Regions from separate parts of the Mus musculus genome. Here region 2 is linked to region 1. A link is a contact called in public Hi-C data. All regions are on one chromosome and are shown on one strand. The core of a region is the stretch at or near the end of the contact, and the rest is flanking DNA. Distances in the headings are between cores, read along the strand shown.

What was found. A called contact is a pair of places that touch in the nucleus more often than the background predicts.
Region 2: a Hi-C map of regulatory T cells shows a contact between it and region 1, with 2.6 times the contacts expected there. The contact joins the enhancer-like site here to the promoter of Lef1 in region 1. A contact is called at or near these places in 6 of 39 promoter capture datasets (the C10 cell line, embryonic stem cells, liver and 2 more), 2 of 15 datasets of contacts at CTCF or cohesin (CD8 T cells and the NIH/3T3 cell line), 42 of 484 Hi-C or Micro-C datasets (CD4 T cells, CD4 single positive thymocytes, CD8 T cells and 22 more), 18 of 115 datasets of contacts at active chromatin or transcription factors (the 230-238 cell line, CD4 single positive thymocytes, CD8 T cells and 9 more) and 3 of 9 other capture datasets (adipose tissue, liver and pancreatic islet).

What each region holds. Positions count from the first base shown.
Region 1 is chr3:131,107,518-131,112,289 of GRCm38.p6, forward strand. It overlaps Lef1 (lymphoid enhancer binding factor 1), which reads left to right and starts at 2,780. Exons shown (of 12, transcript NM_010703.4): 1 at 2,780-4,161. The coding sequence starts at 3,955. It overlaps Gm36603 (a long non-coding RNA gene), which reads right to left and starts at 461. Exons shown (of 3, transcript XR_376077.3): 1 at 1-461.
Region 2 is chr3:131,156,438-131,161,209 of GRCm38.p6, forward strand. The region is part of intron 3 of Lef1 (lymphoid enhancer binding factor 1); the gene reads left to right. Among named protein-coding and RNA genes, the nearest start is that of Lef1, 49 kb to the left of the region's middle. Within about 2 kb of position 2,949, at least 22 of the 459 cell types and tissues checked have an H3K27ac peak or open chromatin away from gene starts, as enhancers often do. A contact at or near this core is called in CD4 single positive thymocytes, Th1 cells, Th17 cells and 4 more, where this site is marked.

The DNA of each region.
Region 1 (4,772 bases), core at 1,530-4,029:
GAGAAAAACCAACAGCAGCGCAGCCAGCCCTTAGCAATTGTTTCACGGTCGGAATTAAATCACATCAAAACGCCCCCCTGAAACCCACATCCTGAAGGAGCAAACCTACTACAGCCAACCTCCAGTGGTTCGCTAGAGTTCATATGAACAACCTGCCTCTACATCCGAGGAAAGGGGGCGGCGAGGCTGCTCCTGCGCCGCACCCACCACATCCCAGACCTAGGATCCCACTCGCCCAATCTCAAGAAGCGAAGAAGCTGCCGCTTATGCTAATAACAGCCCCACAGGAATTAGGAGAGACTGCCCGGCGGCTGGAATGCTTTTGCCAGGAAGGCGAAGTCCAGAGACACCACTTCCTGGGGTTACTTCGCCCCTCCTGTGACTCCTTGTATTCTAAGAGAGACTACTTCACAGGGAAATGTCAACCTCCTTTACGGACAGATCTTTAAAACACGTGGGCGCATGGTTTTAAGGGTAGCCCTGTTTAAGGTTTGCAACATTGCTAAAGACAGCACACTGCGGAGACCACTCACGCAGAGCGAGGCCATTTGGAGATTTCGTTAGAACCAATGCTTCCAAAGAGGGTTACAGCAAGGTACCAAATGCAGCCACTTATTCCAGCCCTTGTAATAAAGCATTTTCACTAGTCATTGCTCCAAAAATTCCCATCTCGAGCTCCTAATCTCTGGGACACCTAGAGCTGAGCTTCGTATGACTCACATAGTACAGATAATTAACGCGAAGGAGAAAATGAGAATTCGAATTAGTTGCAACACTTAAACAGGGAAGATGTAGACTCGTCATTTAATCTCCTCTTGGCTTTCAAAAAATACCCTCTGGCTATTCTTCTTGCCCCCTCCCCCCTTCTGGGTTTGATGAAAAGGACCGGTCTACTCCGACTTCTTTGATGAAGCTGCATCTTCCAAGGGTTCTTGTGCTCAGTCAAATTGGCTCACTCAGAGGAGGAATTCTGACTTTGTTAAATTTATGTTAGCAGGAGCTGTAAACGTCTGAAACTATGTCCCTTTGCTCTTCACCCTATCACACTGGAGGCTGCATAGATTCACTCTAAAAATGGATTTATTCCCAACCTTCCTTTTATTCTCCCTGGTACCCTGAAGGAAAAATGCCATTTTTGGCTTTTGTAAGGTATAGTCTTGACAATTATTTAATTTTTAAAGAAAAGTTTTTGTTATTCTGACTTCTTTCACCAGCCCCTTGTTGTACCTAAATCTATCAGATTACATATGACCAACCACGTCCTATGCAGCAAACCAAACTATACATATATTTCAAACATATATATATATATATATATATATATATATATATATATATATCCACCTCCTAGCCAGCTCCCAAACTGGTAGTTATCAGTAAGCAAAGTTTTAAATGCTGACTTAAAGAACTGTTAAAGTCTACAATGCCCAATAGCCCACACTTTCACCTTTAAAAGAGAGCTCTTGTCCTAAGCGTTCTTATGTAATGAAACCAACACACGATTCGTTGGAGTCTTATTTTCCATTTAAGTAAGATGGAGATACAATTCTTCCTGTTTACTGCTCCCAGGTTCTACAGATGGCTGCCTCACTGGTCTAATGATTTTGCCTGAATATTTGACTTGAGGGGAGGGGTTGAGAGCTAAAAGACAATGTGTTTCCAAACTTAAGCCCCACTTACACAGTGACTTTCACAAAGCGTCGCCCTTAAAAGTCCTGTCCAAAATGCACCAAGGAGACAGTGGGAACCGGAGAATTTTTGAGGTTTGATTCGTATTTACATCCATCCTTTAAAGGTCCCTTTCAGCGGAGTCTCCAGGATGTCAGCAACTGCCCAGTGCTGCCTGCCTCTCCTAGGTTGTTCTTCTCCCTCCTTTTGGGATGTATTTTCCTTTTTCTACGAGGTCTCTACACGCTGAGTCGAGAATCTCCAAAAACCCACGTTCATTCGGTGATAAAGGCACAATGAATGTGATAGCGTAGAAGCGATATTTAAGGCTCAGTCTTCATCCACACCCTTCTTACTGATCCTTCCCCCCTGGTAAGCCTGGAGATTTTATTTTCGCTAGGGTGGTGTGCCCTTGTCTCCGAAGTGTGTGTGATTCACGGTTAGTAGAGTCACAACTCTTCTGTTTGCCTTTGCTGAATCTCTTCTCTCTGGTTAGGTGAGCAATGTGTTACATTTTCTCCTTTTCCTTCCCCTAGTCCCTAATTCTCGCCTTATTCCCTCTGTCAGAGCATCTATCAATGTGGTGTCGACCACAGCGCCAGCGGCTTTCTCTTTCATCTTCCTCCCCTTGCCTGAGTGAGGGGGCTAGAGTGGGCGGCGGGAAGGAGGTTGAAGAAAGACTGGCAAAGGACTAGAAGTGAGGCGCCGGGGGCGGGGTGGGGTGGGGTCGGCAAGAGAAGAAGAGATGCTCAGATGATGAAGTTAAGCCATTCCCGTAGTTTCTCGTCAATTTTCACGTGGGCCACACTGTTCTTTGGGGTTGGGTTACACACAGCACCCAGTCTATCTTCAGGTTGTATGGTGTCGTCCCCCCCCCCCCAGGCATGAACAGGCGGGCGCAAACACATACGCACCCCCACGGCGCCCCCCCCCCCCAAGTATGACTCGTCCTTTGGGTGCTAGGAAATGAACTAGGGCTGGGGGGGGGGGGAGAGAACCTGGATCTCCTCCTCCTCCTAACAGACTCCCTCCTCCCCACCCCTCCAGCAGGCAGCCAAGGAGAGCAGGAGGCGGGGGAGGGGCGGGGGAGGAGAAGCGACGCAAGTGAATAGCTTTGCAGCGCCGGCTAGGCGCGGCGAGGAGAAGCGGTGGGAAGGCGCAACCGCTCACCTGCGGGGCAGCGCGCACCGGAGGGACCGGGCTGCGCTTTCGTGGGCCCTGGCATTCGGACATTCCCGGAGCCTTGCAAGCGGCTACGCTCCGGGTGTTCCCCGGCCGGTCTGCCCGGAGGAGCCGAGGGGCCACCGGCAGCTCTTTGCTTTGACCGAGGGGAGGCGGGGAGAGAGGCGAGCCAGGCAGAAACTCGAGCCGGGAACAAAGAGGGATCGGGCTCGAGTGTGTGTGTGTGTGTGTGTGTGTGTGTGTGTGTGTAAGTGTGTGTATCGGCCCGAGCTGCGGGCTGGAACATTTGGGCCCGAAGCTCCTGCTGTGACTCCCCAAGACTCCGCCGTGCCAGCCACCGCCGATTCCCAGCGCTCATCATCACAAACTTTATTCTTGGCAAACTTCTCTTTTTCTCCCCTCCTCCTCCGCCCCTCCCCCTCCAGCAGATTAAATGCTCCTCCAGAAGGAAAACCGAAGCGAAAGGGAAGGAAAGAAGCTCTAACGCGGACGTCTGCAGCCCGGTGGCTCTTTATTGTTTACTCTGAAGGAAGTGGACTTTTCGGTATTTTCTGATTCTTCTCGTACCTCCGCTGGGGCAAAGGGAGCCTCTTGGCCCAGCTCTCCTCTTCTCAAAAACAAAACAAAACAAAACCCCAAATCACCGAAATCAGCATCCGAGGAATCCGTGGAGAGGTTTTGCACGGTGACGCACCACGGGACCCTCGTTTGCACTTTGGCAAGTCGTGTCCCCTCCGGAACCGGTGTCCTCGAAGCACAGACCCCAGCAACGAGTGCGGCGTGGGGTGGCCACCCAGCCCTGGCAGCCTAGCCTAGTGCACGCGGAGCGGCGTAGACGCTCTCAGAGGCGCCGGCGGCTGCCGCCCTCGCAGTCTGGTGCCCTTCGCCCCAGGGCCGGGCGCCGGCGTCCTTCTAAGTGGGAAAGCGCGGCAATCGCAGAGGCTCCTGCAGCTGCTCCAGCCGTGGGCCCCTCGCTTGCCCACCCGGCTTCCATTCACAGTCCTCCCGCACTCAGTCTTCCAACTCCCCCACCTCACATCGACCCTCCCTTCTTGCTGTCTCGGAGTGCTCCCGCAGCGGAGCGGAGATTACACAGCCGCCGGGATGCCCCAACTTTCCGGAGGAGGCGGCGGGGGGGACCCGGAACTCTGCGCCACCGATGAGATGATCCCCTTCAAGGACGAAGGCGATCCCCAGAAGGAGAAGATCTTCGCCGAGATCAGTCATCCCGAAGAGGAGGGCGACTTAGCCGACATCAAGTCATCTTTGGTTAACGAGTCCGAAATCATCCCAGCCAGCAACGGGCATGAGGTGAGTGGGCAGCTGTCCGGAGAGGCGTGGCGGGTCCCGGGGAAGCGGAGGGGAAGCAAGCAGGGTGCGCGACCACGGTGGCCATTGAGCCCTGGTCCCTCGCGGGCTGGGTGGGGAATAACGGCCCCTAGTCCATGGTGCGCACGTGTGTGAGCAGCGGGCAGGGAAATTTATCCCAAGTGTTTCTATGGCTAAACGGTGGCAAATGGGCAGGAAACGCTGGCCTATACCGGACCGGTTTCGTCCTCCGACGTTTCGGTGGCTCTGAGGGACGCGGTGCATTAAAACAGGGATGTCTAAACACAACTGTGAAGTCTATCATGGGGTGGAAAACAAAGTGCATCCGCTAGCTCTCTCGGTACAGTGCACAGAAGTGCGTTAAACCACCGAGGGCTCCAAGGAGCGAAGCCCCAGGCGGGAGGAAGGAGAGGCGGGCGTGGGCCTCGCAGAAGGGGCCGTCCCAACCGCCGTGGAGCCGGGGCGCGCGCCCTAACTGCGGGGGCGTTGCGGGGCCGGGTCCCCACAGCAGGAGAGGCTGCTGCCGGGAGCCGTGGGCGAGCCGATCCGAGCCAGCCAACGGCACCGATACCGCAGTCCTTCCGCCCGCAACC
Region 2 (4,772 bases), core at 1,699-4,198, 49 kb after region 1:
CCAGATTGTCTCACATGGGACTTTTCACTTCTTCAGAGAAGAGGATGCAAGCCTGTGAGTTGTGCAGGGCTGTCTCACGCTGAGGGCACCTGTGCTCACAGGCTCACACCTTGGGGCTTCCGCGGCCTCCGAGCTTTGGTATGTAACCCCTCCCTTCCCTGCGAGGCCCTGCGGGTGCTTGCAATCCAACCAGCACTGTTCTTAGGTTCAGGATTCCTCTACAGAGCTCTGCGGGGCGAGGGCAGCTGGCCTCATTTCAGAAACTGAGCCAAGGAGAGGTGATCATAGCTTTGGGCAACACAGCCACCACCCCCCAGCCCCGAAGCAAAGCCGAGGGCTCAGCCCCAGGCTGTTCTTTCCCCAGAGTCTACCACAGCTCCACAGTGCTCACTGAGCTAAGATTCCTGGAACTCAGCAGGGAGTGTACAAGTTAGAGGGGTTTTGTGTGTGTGTGTGTGTTCAAGTTAGAAGGTTTTTTGTTTTTGTTGTTGCTGCTTGATATTTATTTATTTATTTATTTATTTATTTATTTATTTAATGTGCAGCCATAGTGGAGCTCAGTCAGGACACTAAGCTCAAATGTGCTATATAAAGTGGACATGGCCTCTTTGGGCCCTTTTACTCATCCTGGGTTCTGTCAGCTGGGTCTCTCCTGGTCCCCCTGTCCGCTTAGCTCTTCAGGTCCCAATCCAGGCCCCAAAGCCACCTCTGCTGCCAGGTTCTCCCCTTATTTTCTACTAAGAGAGAAAAAGAGAACCTCAGATTGCTTTTAACTTGCATGCTGTCTTTCATTCTTAGTCTTCAGAGTGGGAATTTTATTTTACTTTGTTAAAAATGAGTTTAGGGTCCAGAGCTAGATTTTGAGAGCTGAAAATAGAACAGAAATGGACTTGGATCTTTCTGGGTTTGACTCTGTGATTGTTCCTGGTGAATGCCTGGTGACATTCGGGTTCATGTGTCATTGTGCAGAGCTTCCTGCCCCCACCAGCCTCTTGCCCCCACCCTGACCCTGCCCTGCCCTTCTCTGCCCACAGGGTCACAGTCACCTTGTTTGACCCTTTGAAAAAGTACCAGAAAGTTCTCAAGAGCGTACTAGAGGATGTTTGGTATTTTGTCAGCCCTGGAAGCAGTCTTGGGTTTGGGGTGCCTGCATTGTGTGGCAAAACAGGATGTTTGGGGTGAGCCTGCCTGCAGGCTGTGTGGTTGTGGCAGGATGGGCGCCCTGGCTTTGCCCCTCACTCCCTCGCCAATCCATTTTCTTTGTGTACAGGCTTGTCACGCTGGGGCCCGTGTGGCTTTCCTCCCCAGTAGCCACACCTCTTGCCATCGCCACATGGGTCCCATCTGTCTCTATCAAAACACCAGAGCACAGATTAATGTGATTTGAAAACTCGGTGAGGCACCAGGCCTAAGCCCACTTTATACTTTTCTTGTCCGGCAGTATCTTTCTTGAATGCCAGCTGCATCTTGCTTGCTTGCCCCATGGTCCTCCCTGCATCCTTTCTCCCTTCTCCCAGCTGTTAGTCAAGAACAGAGAACAGTTGGGGCTGAGTCTCTGGGAACAGAGGAAGGGGTGAACCAGCCACCTCTTGCTTTCCCCTCCATCCCCTGTCCCCCAAGACTGCAGCTGGCCTGCTTGATGCTCTGTGACTAAGCCACCTGAGTCGTCTATGGCCGAGTCTCTGAAATACTCAGCAAGCAGCAATTGTTGTTCTCAAATACCAGCCTGTGGGAAGCAAGATAAATGTGTGTAAACCGTTAGGAATTACACAGCTTTAGACACATTCAGGAGGAAAATGGGGGAACTGAAGGCAGAGGTGGATATCTCATTGATATCTCATTGACCTGACACATCTCAGAAGGTTCCTCGTTGACTTTTATAGGGCTTGGCTCAGGTCACTGTCACTTCTGGTTCTCAAGTTCTGCTGGTCCCTTTGGGGGTGTGGGAGGGGAGTTGATTATCTCTTAGATTCTAAAGTACCTCAGGAAGGCTGCTGGTCCTAATTTGACCTGGTTGTTAGGGCCATCTTTCTCCATGAAGAAGTACTATCTTTCTCATGAAGCTGATCGCCTTTCAAATTCATTGAAACAACATAAAGCAAATTGCTACCCAGAGTCTGGACAAATCTCAAAGATGCTCTGATGGTAGCACCCATCCAAGTGGTCAGTAATACAAAGGATTGTCCTGACTTGTTCCTGTGGCTGGGATAAAACATTGACTAAATCCAGCTCAGGGAGGAAAGGGTTTATATTATATTTTTACCAGATAGGGTCCATTATTGAAGGGAGCTGGGAGCTCAAGGAAGAAACAAAAACAGAAACCATGAGGGAACACTGCTGGCTTGCTCTCCATGGTTTGCTCAGTTGGCTTTCTTATGCAACACAGGACTACCACTTGCAAAGGGGATGGCACCACCCACAATGGACTGGGCCTTCCCACTTCAATCACTAATCAAGAAAATGCTCCAGGAGACAGAGACACGCCCACAGCCAATCTGATGGAAGCAATTTCTTGATTGAGAACCTTGATTGAGATCCCATCTTCCCGGGTGACTATAGTTTGTGTCGAGTTGACAGTAAAAACTCACCGGTGCAGATAGCCGTGTCGTTACCGAGCAGCGACTAAGGGTTGTGAATGTTATAAGTATTCTGTTTTTTGCATTTATTGCTTTATTTATGCGCTTGCTTATTTAGAAACAGCCTCACTCAATAGCACCAACTGACCTGAAACTCACTATGATGACCAGGCTGGCCTTGAACTCACAGAATCCCACCTGTCTCTGCTCCCAAGTGCTAGGATTAATGGCGTGAACCACTAAACCTGGCTTACGAGTTTATTGTCTCTAGTACTTCCTGCAGTAACCGACACACAATCGTCTCCTTTTACAGCTGAAGAAGCAGAGTTTAAGCTGGTAGGCAAGGGTTCCAGAGGAAGCCAGTCACACAAGGTCTGCAGCAAGGCCCCTGCAGGGGGTGCCGCCGGTGACAGTTGCCAAAGGCTGAGCACTGAATCAGGAGGTTGAGGAAATGGCATTTGTGTCGTTCCTTTCGACACAAGTTCCATCTCGAAGACAATTATCCTTTTTAGCAGTCTTTTAGGAACAGACAGGCAGTTGTACCATAGGCGGCAAACCAACGCTGTTCCATTGTGGAGACTGTGAGTGCCTGGAGTATATATGGTACTTAAAGGAGACTTCAGCTTCAGAGGAATCAGAATAAACTCACTTGAGGCATTACTTTTAGAAAGTGAAAGTGCTCAGAGGTAAGGACTTCGATGCTGAGCAGTTTCCATCTCTGTACTACCTAGGATCAACAACAGACATACACACACAAACACATTCACTCATACATAACACATACTCACACTCACACATATACTCAGATCCACATGCACACACATTTACACACTCACACATGCACACATACACAGGCACACACACACACACAACACAAAGTATTGTTTGGCAGTTGTTAATTTTCTACCTGGACAACTGGTTAGAGCTACATCCTTCTCTTCTTCTCCGCCTCAGTAGGAGCTGCCAGCAAGCTGAGGAGAAGTTTTGGAAAGGGAGAACCTTGTCCTTGGGAATCCTCATTACTTTCCCTTTCACACCCCTCCCCCTCCAGCCTTTAAAAGTGATAATTGCTTGAAAGGACTGGTGGGAAGTAATTTGTATTGGTGAAGCTCCAGTGAATCTCAATGGAGTGGTGTTGACCATTGGTGGCTTCCTGTTTAATTACGGGGCTTGAGAACTATGGTACCTGCCCCCATCTCAGCCAAGGGCCTGAGACTTGGTGGGGATAAGAAAGCAAAAAAAGAAAAGGGAAAAACAAAACAAAACAAAACAAAACAGGACTTCCCTGGTTTTTCAAAATCTTGTATGTAAAACAGGAAGTCATGGTTTTGTAACAGCGGAGAATGTCTTCAAACGCTTTGAATGTTTGAGTTTTGGTCTCTAGATTAAAGTGTGTACCAGTTCAGGATGGTTGCGGCTTCTGGTGGTTGCTGCCCCCGGGTCTTGGCACTTTACATACCTGCCTTTACGTGAATGCTGACGGCACAGCGTTGTAAGGGGTTTGTCCGTATTAACATGTGCCCTCCACTAAGTCCTCTGGGCCCCCCCAGGTCTCGCTCCTATTGTCCAAACGAAGGAAAACAGTAACGGAGTGACTCTCCGGTGGCCACCCTGCTGGTGATGGCAGCACTGGCCTTACAGTTCTGGCAAAGGGGACATGCAACTCATCTTTGCTGTCCTGGTAGACAGGCTGTCCCTCTAGAGTTTCAGAAGCCTCCGTAGACAATCCAGCCCTTGGCCAGTCACCGCTTTTCACCTGTTAACAACAGAGACAAATGGAGCCAGAAGAGTTGCCCAAGGCGCTCCGATGCCAGTGCCTCCTGCATGGTCTCACTCCTGCTTTGGATTTAATTGGTTCATCCACACAGGTGTTTGGGCAGATGTACCTAAAGGCTGCGTAGATGGAGACAAACAGATCTAACAAGTTGCCCCTCTGTCTGCCAAGTCCCTTTGTTAACAAGCCGGAATACACAGATAGAAATGTCAAGATTTTAGACACCCAAGTCTGTATGCTAAACCTGGGACCGGGAAGAGCCTCTGCCGAATTCCACAGTTGGCCTGGTTCCCATCCTGTATTCTCGGCTGCAGATAGAAAATGGAAAACACACAGCAGTCAACCCTAATTATGTGTAAGATCTCACTGCAGATTCCTTCTAATGTAATTAAGGGGGTTAATAGTGTCAGGAGTGGAGGGAG